Linked DNA regions of Sus scrofa: region 2 is linked to region 1. Evidence: chromatin contacts called from public HiChIP or PLAC-seq data. All regions are on one chromosome and are shown on one strand. The core of a region is the stretch at or near the end of the contact, and the rest is flanking DNA. Distances in the headings are between cores, read along the strand shown. Region 1 has its middle 21 kb from the start of ZNF703. Region 2 overlaps LOC106506229 (a long non-coding RNA gene).

Region 1 (6,885 bases), core at 3,002-5,501:
GATAATTCTCCCACACTGTAAAGTGGCTATAACCAAGTCTGTGAAAGTTGTGCTCACACTTGGAACATGTCTGTCAACTCAGAGGAATAAGGAATTTGCTGGTGCAGTGCTGGGTGTTGATGATGGAATGAATGAGTTTGCAGTGGAGTGATGGGCAGTTGGCTTGAGAGAAAACACAGCACACCGACCCAAGCCTGTGGAGGGGCGCCTGTCTTTGGGATTTGTAGTGAGTGAGCAATTCCTATCATGCAGTCTGGTGGGGGGCAGACAGGGGGAGAGTGCAAATGTTTGAGTATCTTCTAGAATTTTCTCCCCCCCCCCAGCTTTATTGAGATGTCAGACATATAAGGTTGTGTAAATTTAAGGTGATATTGCAAAATCACCACCATAATGTTAGCTAACATCTCCATCTTGTCATATTTCTTTCTTGTGGTGAGAACATTTAGGACATACTCCCTTAGCAACATTCAATATTATTAACCATAAATTAGACTTCGTAGAACTTATTCATCATATAACTGGAAGCTTATACTCTTTGACCAAAACCTCCCCATTTCCACCAACCCCACCCAGCTGCTGGCAACTAGTCTCTGTTTCTATGAGTTCAGCTTTTTTAGATTCCACATGTAAGTGAGATCATACAAGATTTGTATTATACCCTCAAGGTCCTTCCATGTTGTCACAAAGGCAAGACTTCCTTCTTTCCTATGGCTGAATAATATTCCAGTGTGTGTGTATACACATGTATCACATAGATATAGGTACTCTAGAACTTTATCCATTCATCCCTTGATGGACACTTAGGTTGTTTCCCTATCTTGGCTATGGTGAAAAATGCTACAATGAACAGGAGATGATCTTGGAGATGCTGTTTTCATCTCCTTCAGATGCACACCCAGAAGTGAAATTGCTGGACCGTATGGTAGTTCTATTTTCAACTTTTGAGGAACCGCCATACTGTTTTTCATAGTAGATGCACTAATTTAATTTGCACTCACAGTGCACAAAGGTTCCCTCTTCTCCACATCCCTTCCAGCATTTATCTCTTATCTTGTTGATGACAGCCATTCTAACAGGGGATAGTTAATTGTGGTTTTGATTTGCATTTCCCCGATGATTAGTGATACTGAGCATCTTCTCATGTGCCTGTTGGACATTTGTTTGTCTTCTTTGGAAAAATGTCTATTCGGTTCCCCTGTCCATTTTTTAAATCATATTATTTGATCTTTTTGCTACTGAGTTGTATGAATTTTTCATATATTTTGGATCTTAATCCCTTATCAGATATATGATTTGCACATATCATCCCCCATTCCGTAAGATGCCCTTTCATTTTGTTTGTTTTGCTTTTTTTTTTTTTTTTGCTTTTTTTTGTTTGTTTGTTTTTACTTTTTATGCTGCACCTGTGGCATATGGAAGTTCCAGGCTAGGAGTTGAATCAGAGCTACAGCTGCCAGCCTACACCACAGCCAAAACAGCACCAGCTCCAAGCTATGTCTGCGACCTGCCTTTTCATTTTGTTGATGATTCCCTTGGCAGTGCAGAAGCTTCTTAGTTTGATGTAGTCCCGATTGCCTATTTTTGCTTTTGTCTCCTTTACTTTTGGTGTCAAACCCAGAAAATTATCGTCAAGACTGATGTCAAGGAACTTACCACCTAGGTTTTTTCCTTAAAGTTTTATGGCTTTGGGCTTTAAGTTCAAATCTTTTTTTTGTTGAGTTGCAATATTATATTAGTTTCAGGTGAACAACATAGTGATTCAATATTTTTATAGATTACACTCCATTTAAAGTTGTTATAAAATATTGGCTATATTCCCTGTCCTGTACAAGATATCCATGTGGCTTATTTATTTTATACCTAGTAACCTGTACCATGTTCAAGTTCTTAATACATTTTGAATTGATCTGGGGACATGGTGTAAGATAGAGGTCCACATTCCTTCTTTAGAATTTTCTTTCTTTGTCTAGTAAGAAGTCACAGAGTTCCTGTTGTGGCTCAGCAGGTTAAGAACCTGACTAGCATCCTTGAGGATGTGGGTTCGACCCCTAGCCTTGTTCAATGGCTTAAGGATCCGGCATTGCTAAAAGCTGCAGTGTAGATCACAGATTCAGCTCAGATCTGGTGTCGGCCTCAGCTGTAGCTCTGATTCGACCCCTAGCCTGGAAACTTCCATATGCAGTAGGTATGGCCCTAAAAAGGAAAAAAACTCTCAGACTGGGCATCCAGCTTTGCGGGAGGAGGAAGGGAGGAAGTTCCCCTCCTCGGTATCCCCTCCTCCACTTCCACCTCCCTGGGGGGAATTATTCCTCCAGCTATGGGAAAGGCATGTGACAGCCCCTTTTAGACAGGAAGCGTCACGAGCCAGGGTGAGCTATGCCTTGGGGCACCTCTGGAACAGACGTTTTTCTTCCCTTCCCTTAAATAGCAGGCCTTGTTCTTGCAAAACCCAACGCTGCCCCTCCCTCCTCACTGCTCCCAGTAGCCCTTCACCTCCTACCCAGCCCCTCCTTCAAGCCCAAAATACAGCTCTCCTGTCTCCACTTCTGCCCACCCTCCTCCTTCTGGTCTGCAATGGGTGAAGGCCACAGCTTGAGGCCGGGAGCAAAAAGAACTTACAAAACAGCCCACAGAGCCTGGCAGAGATGCCCTGGGACCAGGTGGTTCTCAGAACCTCGCTCAGCAGAACATCGGAACCTGACCCTCAGTCCAATTGGTCTGTTCCGATCTTTTTATTGCAGAAAATCCAGTGCTGGCCATTGCGTATTTAAATGTCTGACACACACAGTTCCCACTGTGGCACAGCAGAAACAAATCCAACTAGTATCCATGAGATTGCAGCTCGATCCCTGGCTTTGCTCAGTGTGTGGGGGATCTGGCCTTGCCTTGAGCTGTGGTGTAAGTTAAAGACGCGGCTCGGATCCAGCATAGCTGTGGCCATGGTGTAGGCTGGCAGCTATAGCTCCAATTAGACCCCTGAGTCTGGGAACTTCCATATACCATGGGTGCAGCCCTAAAAAGCAAAAATAAAAATAGAAATAGAAATAAATGTCCGACACAGAGCATCACTCCGCCAGGCACTGAGCTTACACCTTCCCACCACCCTTCCCTTGGTGGAGGAGATTTGAGGGCTCCCTTAGGGATGGGAGGAGCCTAACCCTGACACTGAGACTCAGAACCCAATGACTAAGTTTCCTCCAGATGCTTCTTGTCTCCTAGAATCATCTATTCATTCTAAACACTCTGGGTGAGTTTTTATGGCACCTATCTCAACCACTTTGGTTGTCTTCCTTCCAATTATTTCTATCTCGGTCTATTTCCTCAGGCTTTCTCTCCACCACCTCTTTTATATCTCCTTCAGCTTCTTCTTGCCTCTCTTTGGGTCTCTCTCTGTCCAGCTCCAGTCCTCCTCACATAGCCCTGTGTCTACGCCTGGTTTCCCATCTCTACCTCCTGCCTCCGTCTCCATCTCCTCCATCCTCCATCCTCCAGGAAGCTTTGGGAAACGCGGGAGTTCGCCGCTCGTGGCGCCAGCGCTTTCAACCCGATCCAGGTGGCTACAATCCAGTACAGGATTTACGGTGCCCTGACCCTGAGCCGTCAAGAAGGAACAGCCAGATTAATGGGGTGGGCGGGCTGGGGTAATAATCGTTTGTTTGATGTGACAAGCCTGATAGGCGTTGATTTACTTACAGACTGATGGGCTTTTAATTGAGCACCTCCATCCCAGGCACTTCAAAGGCAAGGGAAGTTGACAAGGGGCCCCTTTCACGGAGGGCTCCGGGTGACTGACAGCCCCCCTCTGCCCACGCTCCCCTCGGCCTGGGATTGGGCCGGGCAGCCCTGACTCGGCCCCTCTGGCAAAGTAACACGTTCTTTTTTTTTTTTCTGTGCAACTCAGAAATGGCCTTTTGTGTGCTGCCAAGGAAGGCAGGCCCTGCTCGGAAGGGCCCCGTCTCCCAGAAGGATGAAGAGTAGAGAGGAGTGGGAGATGCTGAGACCCGACACCCGGCCTGGGGAGGACCAGGGGGGCGGGGCGAGGATGCCAGGCCCTGGCTTAGGAACTGCTATTTAGTTCTTCGACTTCCCACTTCCGCTGTGCGGCGCGGCTCCTCACCTCTTCCTCCTTCTCCTCACTCTGTCCCTCCTTTTCAACCCTTCTCTCGGTTTCACCCTCCCCAGCTCCCAGGCCTCTTCCTACTCCTCCACTTTCCCCTCCCACTTCCTCCTTCCTTCTTCTGGGGAAAGGCCAGAAGAGGTGGGGCCAGCTTCTGCTGACCCGGGATTGGCCTGTTGACACCGGTCCCCTCCCCCTCCCTGACAGCCGCCTTTCTTCCCTCGGGCTACAGGCTTCTTCGCTTCTTCGAGGCCTCGGACAGGGACACCCTTGGACCTGTCCCTCCTGCCGGCAACTCTGCCGTGAACAGGCCCAAGACCTCGGTGGCTAAGGGCAGGGACTAGGGTCCAGTGGGATTTCCATCCTATTCTTATTTGGTCCAGCAGAGGCTTTAACAATAGAGGCTTTCTTCTACTTGAAATTTTAGAAATTAGTCTTTATCAGGGAAGTTCTGTCTGAGTGGATTTGCTTTGGGGTTTTTTTTGGTTTGTTTGTTTGCTTTGTTTTGTTTTTTAAGAGCCACACCTGCTGCGTATGGAGGTTCCCAGGCTAGGGGTAGAATCAGAGCTGGAGCTGCGGGCCTTCGCCACCGCCACAGCAATGCCAGATCTAGTACTAGAGTTGAGTACTCTAGTACTCAACTTGTACTCATGGGTACTAGTTGGGTTCTTAACCCCTTGAGCCACAACCGGGTTTTGTCTGTTTGTTGTGTTGTGTTAAGTCTTGGTGTATTGGCAGATGAACTTTCCTTATTCTTAGAAGATATGCCCAAAGCTCTCTCCCTGTATCAAGTCACTTGCTGCAGCCAGGCTGGGTCCGAGGAGTGGGGACAATGAGAGGTAAAGGCTAGAACCTCCTCCCCATCCCAGGGGCAGAGTGCCTGAACTCCATAAGGGATCCTCAAGCTTTCTTACTAGGTCAGAGGTCAGTGAGACATCCCCTGCCTCCAGCCTGGAAGAGCTTCAAGTTCTAAGTCAAGCTGGTTTAGTGACTGGGGAAGCTGTGTTCCCTAGGTTTTCCCCTGTTAACTTGTCCAAGATCATATAGCCAGGAGTGAAAGAGCAAGTACTTCTCTAGAAAGATACAATAACTCACTTCGGTAAAGCATTGCTGAATTCAGAAAGTACTTTCTCCTCTCTCTTTCTCCCTCTCTCTCTCTCTCTCACATACACACACATACTTTTTTTTTTTTTTTTTTTTTTGGCTTTTTAGAGCCACACCCGTGACATATGGAGGTTCCCAGGTTAGGGGTTGAATCAGAACTACAGCTGCCAGCCTGCGCCACAGCCGCAGCAACGTGTAATTCAAGCCGCATCTGCAACCTACGCTACAGCTCACAGCAACGCCAGATCCTTAACCCACTGAGAGAGGCCAGGGATTAAACCCTCATCCTTCATGGATACTGATCAGGTTTGTTGCCCGCTGAGCCACAACGGGAACTCCCACATGTGTTATCTTAATTGGTCTTTTAACCACCATGTGAGGTAGTAAGTGCAGTGTCCTTAAAACCATTAGACAGATGATAAAATTGAGGCTCAAAGGATAACATGTTCCTAAGGCAAAATCAAACTCAGGTATTCTCCCTCCAAGCCTTTCCCTTCCTGCACCTCACTTAGGCCCAGGCACTATTGTCCCATTCCTCCGAAAGCTACATTTTCTTACTCCAAACGGGTGGTTCCTTCCTCTTTCTCTCTCTTTGTCTTTTTTTCCCCCCTTTTTCAGATCCTCCCCCAACTCCCCACCATCCAGGTTGGGGTGTCCAGAGACAGAGCCTCCAGCCCTAGTGTTGAGAGGCCACACCCTCCCTTTGTCTCTGCCCCCAAAGTCACTCCCAAGCCTTTCTTGAGAGCATGATGGTCCCTAAAGATCTGCCACCCCCAGGGCTCCACACATGAAATGTCCACATACAAACTGACCACAGGTGAAGTGCCTGTGCCTTTGGCTCTCTGCCCATCATTCGAAGGTCCACCCAACAGACTCTTCTCAGAGCCAAGAAAACATGTGTCTCTCCTGACCTGCTGGAGCAGTAGCTTCTACTACAGAGCTGAGCCCCAGGGCAGAAGCTTTCAAGCAGCTAAGCATCCCTCCATTCTCTGCCCCTATGCCTTGGATGTATTTCCACTGATGCCACTTAATGTCCCAAGACAGAGTGACGTGTTTACATATTGGTGCCCTCACTGGAGTCCACAGGCAAGCACATGTCTTTTCATCTTCTATCCCCAGTGACCAATATGAAAATTTTTTATTATAGTTGATTTACAGTATTATATTAGTTTCAGGTGTAAACATAGTGATTCAATATTTTTATAGATTATACTCCATTTAAAGTTATTATAAAATATTAGCCATAGTCCCTGTCCTATACAATATATCCTTGTAGCTTATTTATGTTATACATAGTAGTGTGTACCTTTCTTTTTTTTTTTTTTTTTGTCTTTTTTTAGGGCCACACCCGTGGCATATGGAGGTTCTCAGGCTAGGGGTCTTCGGAGCCACAGCTGCCATCCTACACCACAGCCACAGCAAGGTAGGAGCCAAGCCATGTCTGCAACCTACACCACAGCTCACAGCAATGCTGGATCCTTAACCCACTGAGCAAGGCCAGGGATGCAACCCAAGTCCTCATGGGTCCTAGTAGAGTTTGTTACCACTACGCCAAGATGGGAACTCTGGTTTGTACCTCTGAATTCCCTATCCCTAGCTTGTCCATCCCACCACCCCGCTCCCCACTGGTAACTACTAGTTTGTTCTCTTTATCTGTGAGTCTG
Region 2 (7,542 bases), core at 1,376-3,875, 140 kb before region 1:
ACCGAGATATTTAATAAAGTAAAGCCCTCGGGATCAAGAGGCTGCCATGCCCCCATCCCTTCCTACAGCTCGAGCTGGAGTTCTTTAAAGCCTGCCTCACGTCTGTCTCCCTCTCCAGAAAGCCTTTCATGCCGCCTCGCCAGACTGACATTTTGACAAGTTGCCACGAGTGACATCTGATTTGTACAAATTTCAAGACTAATAAATCTACCTGTCAAAGCGGAAACTTTAAAAGGAGCTAAGCCCAGCGGGTATAGTTTAACAGAACTCAAGTTGATGAAACTGTAGGATGGAGAAATTATATCTGTCACAATCCACCCACATTAGTTCTGCAGAAATGTTGGCAACTGAAACAAACGTCTTTCACGGGCGTTACCGAAAGAAAAAAAATTAAAAATTAAAAAAAAATTTTTAATCGAAAAAGGAGATTGTTAATACCCCGAGTAACAAGTAACAGTGCTATTTGTAAACTAATGAATTTTATGTACTTCGTTTTTAATTTTGTTGCAGATGTGAGAAGTGGCTTTCCTCCTACCTCTTAGGCTGTCTCCCTGGAATCTGGACTTTCCATTCAAGCTGGGACCCATCAGTCACCCGTCTCTGGCTCCGGGCTGGCCTGCCTGTGGGTGAATGGGGGCAGGGGCACTGCGAGCCGGACTGAGGCTGACCCGCTGCCCGCAGCCCTGTGTCCTGGCCCCAGCCTCCAGCTCCTCCATCCCCCGGGGGGCCCTGAATCACTTCCTCCACTGCCCTCAGGCCTTGACCTGGAGCCTAAGGCCTGGGCCCCCCTTCTGGGCTTTGCTGTGGGATTTTTGTTTGCAAGAATGCAAATGTTGGAGGGGAGAGAGAGAGCAGGAACTAAGGCCAGAAAAACTTCTAAGTCTGGCTAACTTTTTATTTTTATCTTATCTTCCCTTCCTGTCTCTGACAAGTCCACTTTTGCTTTGAATCATCTTGTCAGAAATGGAGAAGCCAGAATTCTCCGATGAGAGGAAGAAACTCCGGGGAGGGAGGCGGGCTTCTCAGGAGTCCCACACACCTAGGAAGTCCAAAAGCAGTGATGAGTCTGAAACAGGGTCCCAAGGTCTTCCTGCGTCCTCTGCCCTTCCCTGCACCTCCTACCCTCAAAGGCCGAGAGGAGGGCAAATTTCGCCCAGCCCCCAGGAGTGGCCTCCACTTGCCCTGTTTTCTGTTTGCCGGCAGCCTCAACAAGCCATAAGCTCTCCTCATCATTGTTATTACTACTGCCTTTCCTCCTGGGAGTTCCCAGTGGGATCTCCTTTGGCCTCTCACTCCTGCCATTAAAGAAGCAAGCAAGCAGGACCGAGAGGAGATTTGTTTTCATGTTCCGCAAGGGGCAGAGGGGCTGAGGGCCAGATTCCAACCCAAAGACCATGTGTTTGGTTCCCTCCCTCCCCATAAGGGCTGCTTCCGCTCTCCAGTTCTGGAACTTCTGCCTCATTTTCACTTGGCTGGGACACTATCTAGAAGCTCACACCTTCTTTTCCATGCAGGCCAGGAGACAGCTAGGTGAGAGCCATGATCATAAGGATAACAATGCTACACCTGGTGACAGTGAGTCTGTATCAGGACTAAAAGAGGGGTGGGGGAAGATCTTGACAATCTGAGATGCTCCCAGGGACCCTGAGCTGCTCTTTCAGGACAGGTAACGCTGTGCCAGTCTGTCTGCTGGGGACTGGGGCTGCCCCTAGTCCCTCCAAGTTTAATACCTTTCCCCTGCCAGTTCGATGTTTGCTAAGTAGATTCCACATGCCATGCTCTGCTCTGCAGCAGGTGAGTCGTGGAGACGTCCAGAACGTTATCCTCATCCCAAAGCACTTTAACAGACCTGGTGGGATAATGCAAACAAGATGACACAGAGCAAAATAGATCCTGATCAAGAACAAAGGAAGTTCAAGTCAAGAATGTGAAGGACGTGAAGAAGCCTTAGACCCAGCCCTGCCACTCACTGGCTGTGGCACCTCGGAAAGAACATCCCCTTTGCAAAATGAGATGGTGTCCAAATGATCTGAAGGCCCCTGCATTTTTTTTTTTTTCTTTTCTTTTGGCCACCCCTCAGCAGATGGAAGTTCCCAGGCTAGGGATCAGATCTGAGCCACGGCTGTGACCTAATCCACAGGTGCTATAACGCTGGATCCTTAACCCGCTATGCCAGGCTGGGGATTGAACCTGCATTCTGGCTGCAGAGACACCAGCGATCCCGTTGCATCACAGTGGGAACTCCAGCCCCTGCATTTTCTGTGTCTTAGAGGAGAGGCCTTGCAAGATTACACAGGTGAAAGCTCTTGATGAGCAGCAACCATTTAGGCAATGGCTGGTTGCTATCGTCACCTTGGGCTGGGACGAACTGACCTACCTTCACTCAGAAGTCAGGCTGACATCCAGTAGCCACACAACCAACCAAGGCAGAAGTAAATGAAGAAGCAGGTTGGGCAGGGCTCTGAAGAGACAGAATCATGTCATGCTCTGCCCATGGCACCCACAGCCAGAGCTACAGCTCCCATCTCTCATCCTGTCAAGCTCTGGGGCCTCCTCAGTCCCAGTTAGCAGCAGGCAGGGCTGGCGGGGTGCAGCCTGGGGAGATGAGAGCAGCAAGACCAAAGAGAAACCACAGAACTTCCTTTCCCAGGCAGGGTTGTGGCAAAGCCATACATGAGGAGGTCGGACATGGTCTAGAACCGTGATTAGAAATCCTGGGGTAGGAGTGCTCATTGTGATTCAGCAGTAACAAACCCGAATCATATCCAGGAGCACATGGGTTCAATCCCTGGCCCTGCTCAGTGGGTTAAGGATCCAACATGCCATGAGCTCTCGTGTAGGTCAAAGACAAGGCTTGGATCCTGTGTTGCTGTGGCTGTGGTGTAGGCCAGCAGCTGCAGCTCTGATTCAACCCCTAGCCTGGGAACTTCTATAAGCCACAGTTTGGGCCAAAGAAAGAAAGAAAAAAGAAAAATAAATAAATCCTGGGTAGGAGTTTCCTGGTGGTGCATCAGGTTAAGGATCCATCAGTCTCACTGCAGCAGCTCAGGTCACTGTAGTGGCTCAGGTTCAATCCCTGGCCCAGGAACTTCCACATGCCATGGACATGAACAAAAAATCAAAAAACACAGGGAACTATATCCAATCACTTGTGATAAAACATGATGGAAGATAACATGAGGAAAAAATGTATATATGTGTATGACTGGGTCACCTTACAACAGAAATTGACAGAACATTGTCAATCAACTGCACTTTAATTTAAAATTGATTGATTGATTGATTGCTTTTTAGGGCCGCACTCTGTGGCATATGGAGGGTCCCAGCCTTGAGGTCAAATTGGAGCTACACCTGCCAGCCTACACCACAGCCACAGCAATGTGAGATTTGAACTTAGTCTTCAAACTATATCACAGCTCACGGGCAATGTCAGATCCTCCACCCACTGAGCAAGGCCAGGAATCAAACCAGCATCCTCATGGATACTAGTCAGATTTGTTTCTGCTGTACCACAAATGGAACTCCTTAAAAAAAATTTTTTAATAAAATAAATTAAATAGAATGATTAATTAAAAAAGAAAAAGGAAATCCTGGGGTGGGACCCAGTTCACCAAGCCACTGCCTGCCAGTCAACACCTTGCCTGGGGGAGTTCCTGTTGTTGCTTAGTGGGTTAAGAAAACAAAAAAAAAATGCATCTGGGGAATGGCCAAGGTCACCACACTTTCAAAACCTAGGATTCTGAGAGATGTGGGTGAGTCTGGCTTCCCAGATAGGTGCCTGGCGGAGAGAGACAGGGGACTGCTCTCTGGAATTCAGTAATGGGGCCATTGTGTTGATTCCACCAAGGAGGCACTGCTCCTATAACATCAGAATTCATCACCCACATGAATCAGCCCCTGCCTTGTTTGATTCATATGTTTGCCTTTAATCAGAGAACCCTGTGAGAGTGGGTTATTGGGAAACCAAAGCACAGAGAAGTCAGCTGTCTCATGCCCCGTCACACAGCAAGCTAGTTGCAGATTTAGAAACTGCTGGCCTGAATTTTCTTCTGAGATTGTTGCTTTTCCCCTTTTCCCTCAGCAAGATGGTCCCTCCAGGGAAAGGCTCAACTATGCCAAATGTGACTCATTAAAAAAAAATGGCTTGAAAGAGTTTTTTCCCCTAGAATAAACATTTCACTTTATATGTGATTGGATTAGCATGTGCTAACCCCCAGAGTTTCTCGCCTAGCAAATTAGAGACCATTTCCCTTATATCATGAGCTTCCACAAGTTTGGATGAGGTGAATCAAGTCCTACAAAAGCCAGGAGGCACCTTGCAGACCCCGAGGGCTGAGGCCCAGGCTGGGAGCTGCAGGCCCAAGGCCACCCTCCCTTGCCGACAACTATTACAGAGGCGGGGACTTGGCCCCTGGGCACAATCAGTCCGGATTCCATAGCCCATTGCCTCCAGTCTGAGGCCCATTACCCACTCGGCAGGAGGAACTTGAGTTTGAAAGGAGAACGGAGGCCCATCTCTTTCTACTGCCTCCAGGCAGGGTTGTGGGTTTTGCAACCAAAGAGAAAAGAAAAAGGGAAGGGGAAAAAAAATCTTGAACTGTTTTTCAAATGTTCTGGGTCTTGGCAAACCCCAAAATGCCTTTTGCCAAATGCTTTTTCCCTTAATTTTTAAACCTCGGGTGTATTTCCAGAACAATCCAATCCATCTGCTTCTGATTCATTTACACTTAACTCATTAGGAAGCTGTTGCGTAAGGAGGAGTCTGACGTCCCCAAGATCCCCGGGTGAGGGATCCTTCCCCCTCGTTGAATCAGAGGGAGGCGTCCTGCCAGCTGGGTAAGGAGCACAGACCCCCAAGATGCAAAGCCTGCCTTGAATCCCCAAGTCCCCAGGATGAAAATAAGTTTCTCTCATGTCCCACCCATCATTCATCCCGCTCTGCTCTTCCCGCCCAATTATCACTATTATTGCTATTATTGCCATTAAGGATACAACACATGGCCGTGTATTACTGTGAAAGGCTTTGCATTGTATTCCACCATTGCCATTCTTCATTCATACCCTCTCCACTCATCTATTCAGACATTAAACAAACACTCCCAACCAACTGTGTACCAGTGGCTGGGGTGGGGAGGCTTGGCTGGAGTATCAGATACAGAACTTACATTTAAGGTCCGATCCTTCTCCCCAGCTTGCCTTCTGCAAGTTCTACCAAGGACGGAGCTCTACCGGGAATCCCAGGAGCAGAATGTGGGCAGACAGCAGCTTCCAGTGCAGAAAGCAAAGCTGTAAAAACTGAGGGTGGCCCCAAGGGACACACAAAGAAAAAGAGACAGCTGGTGTCCAGGGGTATGAGTGACTGGCCAGCCTAAGCCACAGCTTCTGCCATATCACAAAAATCACTCTGTCTCTGGTAGAAGAGAGGATTTCCTCTCCCACCTTCCATTCTTCATTGTGTTCATTCTCACTACCGCCTTTATCCAACAAGAGTGATTTTTAAATGTATGGAGTGACTTCTCGACAGAGCCCTGCCCTGTGCTGGGAACGGCAGAGGACAGAAAGGGCAGTGAGATGGCCTTCCCTTGAGGCTTTGTAGCCCATCTAGAGAAACTTTCCATGTTTTTTCCCCCTGAATGTTTATTATTAGCAAGACAGCTTTTGGCCAAATGAGCAAGGCCCAGGGAGAGTATAACAGGCGTCCACAGAGAACAAAGCTCTCATGAGCTGAACTAGCCAGAAGGTGGGCTTCAAAGGAACCAGCCTGAAAGGTGAGAGCTTGGCTAGATGGAGAGGAAGAGATAGAGACCTGGAGGAGGAAATGCGGGTGGTGGCTCACTGACACTAAAGAACCTAGTGTTTTGGGGGGGCAGTGAGAGCAATTGTATTGAGGAGTTCCCTGGTGGTGCAGCAGATTGAGGATCCAGCGTTGTCATTGCTGTGGCTCTGGTCACTGCTGTGGCTCAGATTCGATCCCTGGCCCAGAAACTTTCTAATGCCTCGGGTGTGGCCACCAAAAAAAAACAAAAAAAACAAAAAAACAAAAAAAAGAGAGAGAGAGAGAGAGAGAGCAACTATATTGAGAAACAGAGGCAAATGAATGGAAAAGAGGGAGTAGGCAATTCAGCTAAGAAGTCTGGCTTTAATGGCAAAGGCGAGAGTGAGTCACTGGAAGGTTTTGAGCAAAAGGAAGATGGAGAGAACAGTAGTTTAGAGAGAACGATCTAGTGTTAACAGACAAGGTTAACTAATGTGGAGAAAGGCTAGAGGCAGGAAGCCAGCAGGAATCACTTGCAATATGTTAGGCTTGTCATGACAAGGATCTAGATGAGGGCAGAGGCAGTGAGAAAGGATAAGAACGAAGATCACGAAGAGTGAATCAAGTGGACCTGATGATGCAGAGGCTGGAGGATCCTGAAGAAGGCGGAAGAGTTCAGAGAAGAGCACAAAACCAGGAGCTGACGGAGGGAAGAACGTTTTCAAGTACAGGTGACCTTTATGGAGCAGTGAGCCTGTGCCAGACGGGGTGCCAAACACTTTGCGTGAATCATCTTACAGCCACTCTATCATTATCCCCATTTTACTGAAGAGCAACCAGGGCCGAGAAGGCTTTATTAATTTGCTCATAGTCACAGAGAGAAAGGCTGGGAGCTCTACCTTTATTCACATGGATCTGCTGCCTTAACTCCCCGAACCTCTCTACACACACCCCAGGCACGTACCCACGTACCCACCTTAATCCATCCTCAAATCTCTTCTGCCCACCCCTTCACTTTCCTAAATCCAGATCAAGACTCAACTCCTTCCAGAAACTTCTGTCACCCCTTGAGCTTTCTTGGACCTTCTTTTACCACCTCCTATAGACATATAGTCAGGATCACAGACCCGAGCATCTAGTCCACACCTTTCTCTATTGACTTGGTTCCTCTGTTCACATATTTCCTGGCTTGGGGCTTTGGCATTGGAGCTGAGCCTGAACCCCAGCCTTGCCTCTTCATGAGTTATGTAGCCTTGGGCAAGTTATTCAATCGGTCTGTTTCCTTAGCCGTCAGTTGGAGATAAAGAGTTATTGTCAGGATTCTATAAGAGCAAGCCTGGCACAAAAAAGGCATTCGATAAATGGTATCTATCAGTGTTACCTTTTTTTTTTTTTTTTTTTTTTTTTTTTTTTGGCTGTACCTGCAGCATATGGAAGTTCCTAGGCCTGGGATCAAATCTGAGATGCAGCTGCAAGCTACACCTCAGCTGCAGCAACACCAGATCCTTAACCCACCATGCCACAGCAGGAACTCCCCACTATTCTTTTTTAATAGTCCCCTGATGGGCAATGCTATGTCCAAAGTTTTGGGGGGTTTTTTGGCAGGGCGGGGGTGCACCTATGGCATGTGAAAGTTCCCAAGCTAGCGGTTGAATTGGAGTTGCAATTGCTGGCCTATGCCACAGCCACAGCAACGCAAGATCCAAGCCGCATCTACGACCTATGATGCAGCTTGCGGGAATGCCAGATCCTTAACCCACTGAGCCACTGAGCAAGGCCAGGGGTCG

The links. HiChIP or PLAC-seq counts read pairs in DNA pulled down with a chosen protein or histone mark.
Region 2: a contact with region 1 is called in an H3K27ac HiChIP or PLAC-seq map of alveolar macrophages. The contact joins two enhancer-like sites. A contact is called at or near these places in 1 of 47 Hi-C or Micro-C datasets (embryonic fibroblasts) and 1 of 2 datasets of contacts at active chromatin or transcription factors (alveolar macrophages).

What each region holds. Positions count from the first base shown.
Region 1 is chr15:48,714,362-48,721,246 of Sscrofa11.1, reverse strand. No RefSeq gene overlaps it. Among named protein-coding and RNA genes, the nearest start is that of ZNF703, 21 kb to the right of the region's middle. Within about 2 kb of position 4,251, at least 25 of the 83 cell types and tissues checked have an H3K27ac peak or open chromatin away from gene starts, as enhancers often do. A contact at or near this core is called in alveolar macrophages, where this site is marked.
Region 2 is chr15:48,854,089-48,861,630 of Sscrofa11.1, reverse strand. LOC106506229 (a long non-coding RNA gene) reads right to left here. Exons shown (of 7, transcript XR_002339142.1): 5 at 2,378-2,461; 6 at 536-1,849. Among named protein-coding and RNA genes, the nearest start is that of ZNF703, 160 kb to the right of the region's middle. Within about 2 kb of position 2,625, at least 16 of the 83 cell types and tissues checked have an H3K27ac peak or open chromatin away from gene starts, as enhancers often do. A contact at or near this core is called in alveolar macrophages, where this site is marked.